Linked DNA regions of Mus musculus: region 2 is linked to region 1. Evidence: chromatin contacts called from public promoter capture Hi-C data. All regions are on one chromosome and are shown on one strand. Each heading gives the region's core, a stretch centred on a gene start, on an enhancer-like site or on the middle of the called end of the contact. The rest is flanking DNA. Distances are from core to core; before and after follow the strand shown.

Region 1 (2,700 bases), core at 164-2,663:
TGTTCCCAGTGTCCTGCCCCACCCACTTATCTAACCCAGGGCTCAGGCAGATCAGCAACCAGTCTAACTAGGCTCTACACAAGCCCTGAGAGCCCCCAGGTTGAATACAGCTAGCCTTGGGGGCCCTGGAGAGGTGGTGTGGAGTGTGGGGAATGAGCTCCAAGCTGGGTGTGCCCAGGGATCTCGCTTAGCCGGCACTGCCTATCATGACAGGCAGTCTGTGGCAACAGAGGACTGCAATGAGCCATGGCTAAGGCACTGGGCTCCAAGGTCCCTCCTGTTTATGAAATAGCAGACTTCTGAGGACAGGCCTGCCTTGGACCAACACCCATTAGAAGACTCAAAGAAGGGCTGGCTGAAGCACCAGTGTCAGTTTCCATGAGACAAACTGGAGAGCAGAGCAGATGGCAGTAGCAAGAAGGTACATAAGAGAGCGGTGGCCACTCTGTCCTCCTGTTGTCCCTGGTTAGACTCATGCCCACAAACAGTCACACTTACCGCTTGAAGCCCAGCTCCTTATAGATTTGCTTGCTCTCATCAAGGTAGAGTTCTAGAAAGGAAAGCCACAGCTATGTGCCCCAGGCTTCCTACAGTCTGTCCCCTCCACTTACTGTATCCAGCTCCACCCACCCAAGCCATGAGTAGCAAGGCAGGATTGAATGTCACCACTGCTTAAACGGGAAGGGCAAGAGTCACTGGGACTTTGCCACTAGGTCTGGGCACCAGCCAGGGCACAGGCTGAAGGCAGGGCAGGGAAGAGCTGCATATGCTGACACATGAATATGTTCTTGTTGGGCCTAGAAAGGGAGAGGTCAGCCCAGGCTCTGAGTCCGGGAAGAGTCGCACCTCCTGAGAAGTAACCACCATCCAGAAACTCCTGCAGGCCCAGGGCCTCAGGCCCCACGCCCACCAGGCGCACATCGTGTTGGTCCAGGATGCTCCGGAGGTTGCTGAGGTCCTGGGCGATCCAGCGGCACACCATGCAGCCGAAGCGTCGCAGACCGGCCACCACACAAGCTTTCTCCTGCCATAGGCTCCGCAGCTCCACAGCCTACAGAATGGATCGGTCAGGGGACATGGGCTCACCAACCCCCTATGCCCGGCAGCCTCACATGTCCCGCAGCGTGCTGCTCCAAGATTCGCAGCTGACTGGTCCTCCTGATGGTTCCTCTGTGGACCATGAGCTGTACCCACGCCCAGTACGCGAACTCATAGGACCCCTCAGGACCTCCACTCCAACCCATGTGAGTTGCCAAGGCTCTGGGCCAGGTATTAGGGGAGGCGTTCTCCGCCCTGCGCGAGCCAAATCTCACCTCCCCAGTCACTGCATGTTTCAAGACACACGCTCCTACGCGACCAAGGTCCACCACATTCATGGCCTCCTCCGTCCCTTTCTGCTCCACGGTCCCTTCTCGCAGCCTGGGGAGGCTCACTCTGTCCTGCGCAGCCTCTTCAGCCAGCCTATGCCCCGCCCATAATCCCGCCCCAGTCCTGGTGGGCACCACCTCCAGGGGGTTCAGGTCACATGACTGTGCGCTTGTCTCGCCCCAGGCTCCGCCCCTGATATTAGTATACAGGCACACCCTCTCTCCAAAGAGACAATCACTGCAGATCTCTTTGCCTAAGCCTAGGTTGTTCTCATATGTATAAGCTTATTAGCCAATGGCGTAGCAGGTAAAGCTCAATGGACAGTCTGCAAGCGGTGCGCCTGCGCAGAATGCGTTTGCGTGGCTCTCTAGCGTTTGCGTAGCTCTCCACTAGCATCAGGTGGTCCCTAGTAGTGCAGCAGGGTGGTAGAATTAGAGCCAAAAAGTTGAAACGGGGAATCGAACTCACAAATCACTAGTGTGAGGAACAGTAGGGCAGCCGGCACTTACAGTAGTGAAAGGACCAGCCTTTCCAAGTCTAAGTTCCTGCTTTGCATTTTCGCGAAATCCTATTAACTTCCATCGTAAAGTACCATTTCCTGCTGTGTGGATGTCAGTTTTTAAACTACGGGCTCTCATGTACAACAATCCAAAGGAGATAAACAGGAGCTCGCAGTGGTGTGTCCCTAGGAAGAGTAGAAGGCTCAGGAATCCACGTGTTCTGTCCTTTCCTCACTAAGTAAGCCCTGTGATGCTTTCTAGGGCCATGTTCAAGCATCTGACAGATGTAGAGGCTAGGAAAGGAAGAGAGCCACCACAAGATACCTAGCTGAGGCTGAACAGCCAGGCAGGAAGTTAGGAACCATACATATCACTGTGTCAAAAGGAGAAGCTAGAGAGATGGCTCAGTGGTTAAGAGCACTAGCTGCTCTTGCAGAGGGCCCACGGTTTGGTTCCCAGCATCCCTACAGCGACTCACAATCCTCTGCAAGTCCAGCTTGAGGGCATCTGATGCTCCCTTACGGTCTCTTCAGGCACCAGGCACTCACATTGGGCCCAAACCTATGCAAGCAAGAGTAGGCTGGGGAGGTGACTCGGTAAAATGACAGAGACCTGTAATCCCATGTCCTGGGGGAAGCAAAGGCATGAGAATCAGCAATAGACCTTGTCTCAAGAAATACGATTGAGAGGCACTGAGTAAAACACTCAACCGCTGGACTCCCCGGGCACACACAAGTGCACACAGGTGTGCAAAGGTACATTTTAAAAAAGGAAAGAAAATAAAGTTGCAGAATCAGGAGGAGCTGGTCCTGTAGAGCAACTGGTCCTGGAA
Region 2 (2,700 bases), core at 183-2,682, 1.3 Mb after region 1:
CCCCCAGACACTTTTTGGAAAGGATTTCTAGGAAGGAGCCCCTTATTGAGGCGCTCTGGGGATTTGGGGTTCTGGAATGGAGGGAGCAAAAAAGACAATGGGCAGCTTTTCCACCTGCCTAGCTCCTGCGAGACACCTAAGACTTGCAGCACCTAAAGAACTTTATCTACCTGCGCCCCCCACCCCCAACTATTGTGGGAGATAACCCAAAGGGGGAAAGCTCACAGTTCTCACACCTCCCCCACCCCAGCCACACCCAGGAGCAGCGGGGAGGAAGTCGGGAAAATCCTGCAGGGACTTGGCAAAGTGCCTCGGCAGGGAGAGGAGGGGGCCCAGCGGGGGGATCCCATGAACACACGGTACTCTGAAGGAAGTCACCATCCTTCTCATTCCCAAAGAGTAAGAACAAATCCTGTTTCCAGCGAAGCGATTTGAGGGACGAGGAGAACCAGCAACGGATATTCCGAGGGTATCGACCCCATACCTATTCCAAGGTGCTCTCAAATTCAGCTGCAGTTGAAACAGAGCTAATTCTACCGTATGGCAGGAGAAACCCAGTCCTTTGAGCCCCTGCGCCTCGAGCACAGGAAACTCAGCCACAGCCCTCTGCCCATTTCTCTGCTCCGGCTCGGACACGCGTTCGCTGCAGCACCTTACGCAGGCTCCCCGGGTTGCAGATTAGACCACACACCCCTGACTCCCTGCAGACCACCCCTCGCCCTGGTAAAGGCCTCGCCACAGGTCGACTTCGTCCCCCCTCGTGCCTCCCCGAGCCCTATTCGTTCCTTTTGGCGAAGGTGTACACTTGTTCCCAACAAGAAAGAGGGGCTCTGGACAAGGGTGGGGGCGGGCACGACAGCAACCGGGGCCTGGACGCCGTGAAAGGAGCCACAGCGGCCCCGCAGTAACTTTCGCACCGAGCGGCGGAGTTTTCCGGGACCCGAGCGCCCCCCCCCCCCGGAGGCTCGGCGGTCGCCGAGGGAGCTCCAGCTGGGGCCGCAGAAACGTGCCGGGTTCGTTCCCACGGCTTGGGGACGGGGTCGCAGCGGGGCGGCCGGCACGCGAAGGGCGGGCCTCGGGGACGGGGACCACGGGGGAGAGGAGCCCCGGGCTGGGAATCCAGAGGGCTGGGTCTCGTGGGGTCCGGCCGGGGCCCACCTTGCAGGAGTAGGTGTGCTGCACCGGGTCCACGTTGAGGATCTCCTCCACTGTGCCGGTGAGCACCACGTTCGCCTCCTCCTCGCGCCGCTCCAAGGCGCGCTCCGGGCACGTCCCGCTGGCGCCCGGCACGGCTGGCGCGGCCGCCGCCAGGAGCAGCAGCAGCGGCAGCAGCGGGGCCGGGAAGCTCAGCCGCGGGCGGACCATGGCGCAGCCCGGAACGGCGGGAGGGAGCCGGGAGAGCGCGCGGGCCGGACCGCTCGGGGGGCAGGACTGGACCGCAGCGCGGCGGAGGAGGAGGGAGGGCGGACGGCGTGGGTGGGGCGGGGACTGGGCGGGGACGGGGCGGGGACGGCGTGGGTGGGGCGGGGACTGGGCGGGGACGGGGCGGGGACTGGGCGGGGACTGGCGGCCCCGCCCCGCCCCCTGAGGGCTCAGCCCGCCCCCCGCTCCCTGCGACCCGCGCGGGCAGCGAACAAAGCCCGGAGACTGCGGCGCCCGCCGAGCTGGGGCGGGGGCTCGGCCGGGTGGGTGGGTGGGTGGCCGCCTTGGGGGAGGGGGAGGCGTCGCGCCGGGGCCCCTCCCCCGTCCGCCTGAACTGTCCTCCCACCGGGAAATGCAGCTGAAGTCAGGTTGATGTATAATCGAGGGGCGACGTGCTGGGAATTCCAAGGGGCTCGCCCGGTCTGCACAGGAGACGCTGGCGGAGCCGGACCTTCCCTTCCCCAGCCTGACGCTAGGGCTGCGCGCAGAGGGCCCCGCGGCTGTCCCGGTGCCACCACAGGCCACGCCCCCTGCCGATGGCCGGTCAGCGGTGACTGTGCCGAATGCGCCCAGACCCGCCCAGTGTGATGCTCCTTGTGGACTTAAGTCTTCTCCAGTCTTGCTACAGAACCGTCCCCGCCCCCTCCGTCTCTCCCTCTGTGGACCAGAGCTTCCCCAGCTTGGCCTGGCTAAGTGCAGGATATAAACCGAGGCCCCCGGGAGCCAAGCTAGCACTAGACCTACAGGAGGTTGAAAGAACGCGCAGGGCGGTGGTGGCGCACTCGGGAGGCAGAGGCAGGTGGATTTCTGAGTTCGAGGCCAGCCTGGTCTACAAAGTGAGTTCCAGGACAGCCAGGGCTACACAGAGAAACCCTGTCTCAAAAAACCAAAAACAAAACAAACAAACCGAGAGAATGGGTGGGGGGGGGGGGGATAGGGGATTTTCTGGATAGCATTTGAAATGTAAGTGAAGAAAAAAATTTTGGAAAAAAAAAAAAACAAAAAAAAAACGAGAGAAGACACTATGCTATCTTCCATAGGCTGTTGAGCCAGAAGCCAGAGTGAAGTGTGAGTGTCAGCAGCTCTTCCTCCTGAGAAAGACTCCACCTTCTGGACCCAGATTTGAGGTCGCATCTACACAGTGGGCTCCAGCGTTGCTAGATCTGGCATCACCTAATCCAGATAAGCACAAACACACCAACCAGAAGGGGGTCTTCTGAGGTTCCACTCAAATTCTCTTAAAGGTCTGAAGGACCACAGAAGGACTTGTACTGACTT

What was found. Promoter capture Hi-C pulls out the DNA fragments that hold promoters and counts their contacts.
Region 2: a promoter capture Hi-C map of trophoblast stem cells shows a contact between it and region 1, with 4 times the contacts expected there. The contact joins the promoter of Agrn here to the promoter of Prxl2b in region 1. A contact is called at or near these places in 3 of 39 promoter capture datasets (liver, pre-B cells and trophoblast stem cells) and 1 of 484 Hi-C or Micro-C datasets (B cells).

Annotation. Positions count from the first base shown.
Region 1 is chr4:154,897,630-154,900,329 of GRCm38.p6, forward strand. It overlaps Prxl2b (peroxiredoxin like 2B), which reads right to left and starts at 1,414. Exons shown (of 7, transcript NM_025582.3): 1 at 1,314-1,414; 2 at 847-1,051; 3 at 499-550. The coding sequence starts at 1,376. It overlaps Gm52690 (a long non-coding RNA gene), which reads left to right. Exons shown (of 2, transcript XR_003955190.1): 1 at 1-421; 2 at 802-2,700.
Region 2 is chr4:156,196,056-156,198,755 of GRCm38.p6, forward strand. It overlaps Agrn (agrin), which reads right to left and starts at 1,433. Exons shown (of 36, transcript NM_021604.3): 1 at 1,159-1,433. The coding sequence starts at 1,365. Gm46878 (a long non-coding RNA gene) reads left to right here. Exons shown (of 4, transcript XR_003955191.1): 4 at 2,463-2,700.